2 separate regions of the Macaca mulatta genome follow, and region 2 is linked to region 1. A link is a contact called in public Hi-C data. All regions are on one chromosome and are shown on one strand. Each heading gives the region's core, a stretch centred on a gene start, on an enhancer-like site or on the middle of the called end of the contact. The rest is flanking DNA. Distances are from core to core; before and after follow the strand shown.

Region 1 (4,369 bases), core at 1,350-3,849:
GGACAAGGAAACTGGACACAGAGCTTGTGATACTGACTGTGCCGGGCGGGAGAAATTTCTTAGCTCTCCCTTCTGTTTCTTTCCCCTCTGCCCATAGAACTGGGATAAGCTATGGACCATTCAGAGAAAGAAGGGAATAGACTGGAGTAGGAGAGGAATTGGAATCTTTAGGGGATGCTGAGAAGGCCCCTGACAGGAGAGGCAGAGGGCTTGGGCAGATCAGAAACCCGGCTGTTTTCTCAGAGGCCAGAGTGCTAAATCTCAATCTGTAATAGCCCTGGGACTCCTCCAAATCCTGTCCTCTGCCACCTGATAGGACCATCCCTGGCCTTAGCTCATTTCTCCTGATCTGCCCCAGCAGAGGGCAATGCCCGCCAAGCTCAGCCTGCCCAGAGCCCAAGAGGAGCTGTGTGGCCAGAGAAGGAGCCCCAGCAGGAGCTCCAGCCTCCCTGTTCTTTTCCCCAGTCTGGTTTTTGTCCCAAACTGGGACAAAGAAAGTGGGTTGAACATTGTCCTGGGTATGTTTGATCTTCTAGAAGAGCACATTGGCCTATTTCATTTAATTCAGATGAAAAGACCAGCTTGTCTTTGAGATCACACTCTAATTTCATCAGAGCTGTCATGTGAGAACAGAAGAGAAGCTACCCACAGCCTTCCTCCTTCCCTTCCCCACTCCTCCCCTCGCTCACCCCACCCTCCCGGCCCACGGCTTCCTGAAAACTGTTAGATCAACGCAGAAACACCTGAAGTCCATTGACCCTCACAAAGCAAAAGCCAAGGGCTGCCAGGGCCATCTTAAGATGCTGCATGAGAATAGCAACTCCCTGGCAAGCAACACAGACCTGAAAGAATGCGTTCTCCCACTGGCCCCCAGCCCTTCAAAACTGCGTGTGCGCACGCGCCTGCTTTCTGCCATCCATTCACATCACCATTGTTAGAAACTTCCATAAATGCTCAACTGAAGCGCTTCTGTCAGATAAGCAGCAGAGTTATTTCTGAGAGCACAGCAGGTGTATGTTCCATTCGCAAATCAGATGGAAAAGACAGACAATAGCAATCTCATCTCTAGATAAGCCCTTGCTTAAAAGTTGCCCTGAGCTAATATGGGCATGTTGACTGTTGGATCCTGGTGCCCAGTGTGGGGCCTGGCACGTGGTAGGTGCTTGGTAAATATTAGCTGAGTGAATAAATGAATGACTCACTCTTCTTCAAAAACTTTTAGGAGCTTCTCAATGGTATGGAAAAATGACATGATTCTAAAATCTGGTATTGGGGATCCTGCAATCAGATGCCTGCCTGCCTTGCCCGCCTGGTCCTGTGTTGCCAGACTGGAGTGCAGTGGCCCAGTCTAGGCTCACTGCAACCTCCACCTCCCGGGTTCAAGCGATTCCCCTGCCTCAGCCTCCTGAGTAGCTGGGACTACAGGCACATGCCACCACACCCGGCTAATTTTTGGTGTTTTAGTAGAGACGGGGTTTACATGTTAGCCAGGATGGTCTTGATCTCCTGACCTAGTGATCTGTTCACCTTGCTTCCCAAAGTGCTGGCATTACAGGCATGAGCCACCGCGCCCGGCCGTGACTCTGCCTTTCTAACAAGTTCCCAGATGATGCTGATGGTGCTGGCCCAGGACCACATCTTGCCCATATCACTCATCCTCCTCATCCTGCATCCCACCAGTTGGTCAAGGTCCTGCTCAGCTGCTACCTTTTTTGTCAATAAAACTGGGCACACTAGCAAAAAATGCACCCCACCCTCCACTCACCTCACTGCTACACCCCTCTGTGCCTGCCAAGACACTTGTATCTGAGCTATTTGGCTGTGTCTCCCTGACCTCAGGGGCCTAAAGTTCTCGTGCCTTTCCCCATACCCCACAGAATCTCATTTAGTACAGCCAGGGACATGCTGCCAGCTGGGGCAGATTCCATTCCATTCACTGGGACCTTAAAGAACTTCAGACTCCTTGATGCAGCACTCAGCCCGGGGGGTCCAAAGATGCAGGATGCCCAGAGACTGCCCTTGAGATTAACATCTGTTTTCTGGGTTATAGTCACTGCTCACTGAGCCCACTCTGCTGTCCTTCCAGCTGCTGGCCTGGGGCATGACTGACCTGAGCAGACCACTGGATGTCCTCCCTGATCTAAACCAGTGGGAGGTTCCTCTCACTAATACACAGTTCCAAGTTCTCAGCTTGACTTGCTGTCTTTGAGACTCAGAAGGGAGGTGTCACTTTCGGTGGTAAGCCACAATATGTAACTCACAGAGGGCAGTTAAGAGGCAGGTGAAAGATGTTTTGCAGCCTGTTGAAATGTCAGTGACTAAGACCCAGGGGTGCTCTGAGAACATTCTCACTTCTCAGTTGTGGGCACCTAAAAGGTTACTGTCCACCTGGTTCTCCTGCCACGTGGACTTATGGCATCATGCCCTCACATCCTCATGGGACCAATGGTAAATTATGGAACCTCAACTCAGCCTGCTTAAGTAAAATGGAAACTCTTTGCTCACCTTTGTGGCTTGGCCCAAGGTGACTCAGAATTGAAAAAGGAGGTACAGGAATCTGAGATTTAGGAACCATGTCTGTTCTCATACATGCCAGGACCCTCTCTCTGTCCATCCCATTCTCATCTCTGCATGTCCTTGTTTGTGGGCCTAACTCTCTCTTGCTGCATTCAGGAGAAAGGGTACCATGCCCACCAAGGCAGTGTGGAATGGAAGGGGGACTGTTCCCCAAAGGAGATAGGAGTGCTAGAGATCCACTCCAAATGGTTAGCAAATGTTAAGTCTTTGTCACAAGTCGGGCACTCTGCTGTTTTACATATATGATCTCATTTGATCCCCAAGCTGACTCAATGAGTCAGGTATGGCATTTTCTGGTCTGACAAATAAAAAGGCATGACACAAATCATACCTCAATCCCTTCTGCCAGCTCCAGTGCTGGCTTTGGGACAGCCAGAAGATGTGACCTGGATGGGAGGATGCATTTCCTTTGGAAATAAGCATATTATCCTCGAAGGAGGGCCCAAAAGCCAATGCTTTAGCTCTGGTTGTCTCTCTATCAGTAGTTATGAAGCTAACACCATAAATGTCAAGTTGTTAATTTTGGGTAATTTAGATCTCTCTATTAAACCATCATTTCTCTGTGAATCTACATTGAAGGGAGAGAAGTCCCATCAAGAAAATCAAACGGGTTTCTTCCACTGTCTCATCCAGCCAAGACACATATCCTTTAGGATAGTATTTAAAAAGACAGATGATCCGATTAGATGAGGATGAGGCATGGGATTCTCCCTCCAGACCATCTGCCATTTGGAGATGTTTTCATGGATCCTAGGACCCTACCCAAAAAAAGGACTCCTCTCTAGCTCTATTTCTGTGACCACTTCTTGCCTATATTTTCTCTAAGAAGAAATGGGAGTTGAGACTTGCTCACAACTTTACCATTAAGAGAAAATAAATTATAACAGAGCCTGGTCACTACCTGTCTGAGTGGTCCGCTGACCCACCAGGGGCGTGGCTCCTTGGCTGCTGAGTTTCTCAAGGCTGAGAGCAGCCCCTCCAGTGTTCTTACCTGACTGGGGACTTCATGCAGCCACAGGCACTGCCTCTTCTGCTCTCCATCACATCCTGACTCACAGCACAGTGGCTGGCACACAGCAGGTGCCCAAGAAGTGTTTGTTAAACAAATGAGCGATATCCCATTCTCCAGTGGTGCCTCAAACCATAACTGAAATCAGTTGGTGACTCCAAGTCAAGGTCACTGTGCTGAACATTATAGTTATAGGCAGCAGGGACCATCCTTTCCCAGGTCTGAAAGAAGGACCCAAGTTCCTCAGAGACATCCATGGTTCTTCTCCCTGGTCAGTTCTGAGGGCTCTGTTTTTGGTTTCATCAATGCAAATGCCAACTCTTTATGTAAATATTGTCATAAATTCCTTCTCAATATTCTGCTGTGCATTTGTTCAATATAAATGTGCTGATCACAGGCTTCAAATCTGGGCAAAGAATATTTGACTAAAGTCAGACAACCAGAGCTCCAGCTCTATGACCACTAGCAAATGCCAATATTTACTGCGCACTAACTATGTGCCTTATGCTTTATATGCATAATCTCATTTAATCCTCAAGACAATCCTATGTAAATGGTGCCATCATCATCATCTTGATTTTACTCATGAGGAAAGTGGAGTTTCTAGGGTGTAAGGACCTAGCTCAGTGCCACATAGCCACATGGTAACTACTTAGTTCAAGGTAGAGTTAGGACTCAAACCCATCTGACTGACTCCAGTGCCAGTGCTTTCAAATCAATCTGCAGCATTGCAAGTCACTTAACTTCCCTGCGCCTCTGCTTATTTTCCTTTTAATGGGGATA
Region 2 (4,369 bases), core at 934-3,433, 270 kb after region 1:
TAGGTATGCTGAGTTTGGCCGGATGCAAGATTTTACAAAAATTAGTCTGGTCTCTTAGACTGGGGGTTGGGGTAATCAGAACAGTTCTAGCATTGTGTCGTGCTAACCCAGTGAGGTTTGTATTACTCCAATGTATAGAAGAAGAAACTTGAGACCCACCCAGGTACCTAAAGCTAGTAGCTGGCAGAGGTAATCCCTAGCAAATTTGATTCCAGCACCTAAGTTCTTTCCACTGCTTCCCCATTGCTATGCGATGCCAATGGGGTGGAAATAACCAGAGTGAGAACAAAAAACCCTTATTTATCCTTCCCACACCTCAATCCAGGATGAAAGGCAAGACCAAATGGGTCAGCGGGATTGTTTTCCCCTGTGAATGGGGCGGGCCACCAGTAGGGTCGGTGGTGCAGTGTTTGGAGTACCAATCGCAAATGGGCCATGGGCTCGCTGGAGAGGCAAGACAGACAGCTTACCCAGCACCTACACAAACGAAGAGAATAACCACAAGGTCCAATGAGGAGAAGTGGCTCAGAGATTCTGGTGAGATGAAAACTATTTAAGGTTAATTGCCAAACACTGAATATCACATTCTGTGCATCTGCATTTTTCTCATTTCAGAAAATTATTTTTCCCATTTTAATTTATTTTTGAATAGTTAATGCACACATATGGAAAAAATGCAAAAGGTACAGAAAACGTTCCATGGGAAATAGGTGTTTCTTCCTTCTCTATCCCTCGGTTATCTTCCCTGGAGGTAACCACTGTTCACTGACTCCATCTTCCCCCTCCCTCTCCTTCCTCCCCCTCTCTCCATTAGAGGCAGGGGTATGTCAAGCTGAGTTCTCTTTATTTGATAACAATACAGACCTTCCTAATGCAGCAGGGTTTAAATGTACTCACTAAAAAACAGATTTACAAAAAAAAGTAACTTCATTGTCAATAACGATTTCTTGCTGGAAACCCCCCATTCCTGGCGTAGGTGGGAACACTTGGTCTTGCCAATTAAAGGTAACGCAGTCTCTTTAGGTTTAAAACAGTTTCCCTTGGAAAATCACTCAATCTTTCAAGGTTTCTCCCTGATCCAACAGTTCTCCTCTCCCACTTCTGTTTCTTAAGATGTCATTCGGGTCTTGAAAAACTGGCGGAGCAAGTCTATCGGCCATCCTCCAGGCTCTCCTGGCCTCCCTTGATGAGGAAATTATCTCCGGCTTTTGGGCCTAGAACCATTTCCACTGCTGACAACCATGGCCCCAGCCATGGCTCCCAGTGGCAAGGACCATAAGCCTCACACCTTCTTGGCCCAAGGGCCAGGCCTCTTCCAGCCCATTCATCCCGTTTTAGCCTTTGTCGTTCTGCCACTGGATCTCCTAAAGATCATGCACGACCCCAAAGAACAGAAATCACTATCTCAAGCCTGTTGTGCCTAATCATAGCATTTCCACTTCTCTGTAGTTACCCTGGTTCCAAACAGAAAGCAGGGTACATGCCTCCTCTGCTTTAGTGCACCCTCCACTCACGTGGGGCAACCCTGTGCTCATACTCTCTGGATGTTCCAACTTCCTGCTTGCTGTTTTTTTTTTTCTTTTTTTTTTGAGACAGAGTCTCGCTTGTTGTCCAGGCTGGAGTGCAGTGATGCGATTTCGGCTCACTACAACCTCTGCCACCCAGATTCAAGCGATTCTCCTGCCTCAGCCTCCCGAGTAGCTGTGATTACAGGTGCCCGCTACCACGCCCAGCTAATTTTTTGTATTTTTAGTACAGATGGGGTTTCACCATGTTAGCCAGGATGGTCTCGATCTCCTGACCTCATGATCCGCCTGCCTCGGCCTCCCCAAGTGCTGGGATTACAGGCATGAGCCACCCACTGCGCCCAGCCTCTGCCTGCTGCTTTTATCTTCCCTTCCAGTCATGAGAAAGTGGCTCTGACATCATATCCTGTGTTCTTCTCGGCTGTATCTATGATCTGTTCAGGGGCACTTTTCCAAGTTCTGCCTCACTAGTGTATACAAATACATTTTTTTCTTCCAACAAAGTCTGGGTTTTGCCACTCAAAAGCACTTGATTTCAAACTATTGTCTTCCTATGAATTAATCCTATTTTGAAATTCTAAGCTAAGGGATGACTTATCGGATCTCGGCTGGGTTTTTTTTCTCCCTGTGACTCAATGCATGCCATTGACTAAGGGCAGGGGAAGCCACGGAGACAAAGACTTACTGGGCAGGCAAATACACTGATTTAACGTCTCACAAAGGTTATCTCCATTACATCAGCATAAGCTTCCCAGAGCCAGCTGAAAGGAAACCAGCGTCAGTGTGGCAAATGCTACTGAGTTTTCACATTGTAACAGGGGTGCACCTGCTGCATGGGGAAAATTTCACGGTCCTGAAAGTGAACCTGATCAAAATTGAACTATTGATTCCATAACTCTCCAGCCAATTATTGAGGTGCAAACTTGAGTCATTCTGGATTCCTCTCTTTTCTTCACACTTCATGTTTAATCCATCTGCAATCAGGGCATCTAATGGGAAAGAGGAGCCTTTTTCTGATTTCCACAAAGGCACCGTATGAGCCGGTAGTGATCTGTTGCTGAAACCCTAGGCCAAGCTGCCAGTGTCTGTCACCCGGACTTCTGCCATAGGCTCCTCCCAGGTCTCCCCACTTCTGTGTTTGACCTCCTATAATCCATTCTCCACAAAGCAGCCAGATTAAATACAAATGAGATCACACCCCTTCCCAGCTTCCTTGCTTTAAATCCTCCTCCAGCTTGTCATCACTCTGATCCGGCTCTGCTTCTTTCATCCTGGCTCTTGTTCAGCCTTATCTCCTTCCAAGCTTTCCCTCTAACTACTTGCCTCTAGCCACACTGCCCATCTTGTTGCCCTCAAGCACAGAGTACACAAGGCTCGTTTCTACCCCAGGTCCTTTGCACCTACTGTTTCTTTGCTAGCAGAGTTCTTCCCCAGATTCTCACACTGCTGCCCCCTTCCCAGCCTTCAGGTCTCAACTCAGATGTCACGGAGCAGCCACACCACACCCCAGGTACCATCTACCATAGTACTCCGCTTTATTTTCTTCATAGTCCTTAGTTCCTGAAATTGTATTATTTATTTGTTTGTTTACATGTTTATTGCATATCCCCCTTCCCTTAGAATGCAACTGCCTTAAACAGGGACTTGCTTTGTCTTTTTCAGCACTGTGTTTCTAGCATTAAACAGTTGCCTGGCACATCGTAAACACTCAGTAAATATTTGTGGACTGAAACCAACTAATGTCAACCAAGGGAGGGAAGGAGGAAGACAGTATTTTTTTTAACTCCACAAGCACCAGTGGATACCATTTTATTTCTTTGCTAGGGAATATTAATTTCTAGGTCAGGAAATCATTCAGATTAATGTGGCTTTCTCGTGAGATACTTAGCTGCAAAACAGAACTAACATCTATATTTATGTCACAGAAAAGCAGTTTTTTCAAATAATCAAGTCGGTCAAAATATCAATTGTTAGCCTTATTTGCCGGGTACAAAATTTGACTGGTTTGCACGTGTGTTGGTGTGTGCTTAACCCGCGGCAGATCGCCTGCTATTTTAGGGTTCCTGATTGCTAAAAGTTGTTTACTTGATTTCTTTCATTTGAAGTGTGGCTGAGGAGGCAGCCCTGATCAGAGGCAAGTGGTAGAAAGAGAAACAATGTGAAAGATCTTTTTGGGTGTGCTATAAAATAACCACCAACAATCTTTAAGTATTTCTTGGACTTTCAAGACTGAAAACTAAGCTCTCTTTGATAGGTGCTTTAAAATTTTGAATGACTGATACTCTGGAAAGTCCTGAACAGGTGTATAAACACTGAAGCAAGGACTTTAACATTCTGCCCTGGGTACTGGGCGTGGTGGCTTACACCTGTAATCCCAGCACTTTTGGAAGGCAAGACAGGAAGATTGCTTAAGCCCAGGAGTTCAAGACCAACCTGAGCAACATGGCAAAACCCCATCTCTACAAAAAAATTAGCTAGGTGTGGTGGCGCACATTTGTAGTCCCAGCTCTCTGGGAGGCTGAGGTGGGAGGATTGCTTGAGCCCAGGAAGTTGAGGCTGCAGTGAACTGTGATCATAGCATCACTGTATTCCAGCCTAGGTGACAGAGTGAGGCCCTGTCTCAAAAAAAAAAAAAAAAAAAATCTGCTCTGAGTTACATGTTTTGAATAAAGGTGCAGAAAAATTAAGCCTCATCTTGATCAGAATAAACAAGATCAAACATCCTTCTCCATCCCTGGTTCATAGTGTCCATAATTTCTACCGTTAGAGCTCTATATTTTTATCCTAGAGTCCTTTTTTAAAATGCGTCTATTCCTGGCAATATGTTAGACCAATTCATGAAG

Evidence for each region. A called contact is a pair of places that touch in the nucleus more often than the background predicts.
Region 2: a contact with region 1 is called in a Hi-C map of CD4 T cells, with 7 times the contacts expected there. The contact joins two enhancer-like sites. A contact is called at or near these places in 7 of 14 Hi-C or Micro-C datasets (CD4 T cells, blood, fetal cortex germinal zone and 3 more).

What each region holds. Positions count from the first base shown.
Region 1 is chr13:60,400,927-60,405,295 of T2T-MMU8v2.0, forward strand. All of the region lies in intron 1 of LOC114671954 (a long non-coding RNA gene), which reads left to right. Among named protein-coding and RNA genes, the nearest start is that of LGALSL, 130 kb to the left of the region's middle. Within about 2 kb of position 2,600, at least 6 of the 40 cell types and tissues checked have an H3K27ac peak or open chromatin away from gene starts, as enhancers often do. A contact at or near this core is called in CD4 T cells and blood, where this site is marked.
Region 2 is chr13:60,672,063-60,676,431 of T2T-MMU8v2.0, forward strand. No RefSeq gene overlaps it. Among named protein-coding and RNA genes, the nearest start is that of VPS54, 46 kb to the right of the region's middle. Within about 2 kb of position 2,184, at least 14 of the 40 cell types and tissues checked have an H3K27ac peak or open chromatin away from gene starts, as enhancers often do. A contact at or near this core is called in CD4 T cells and blood, where this site is marked.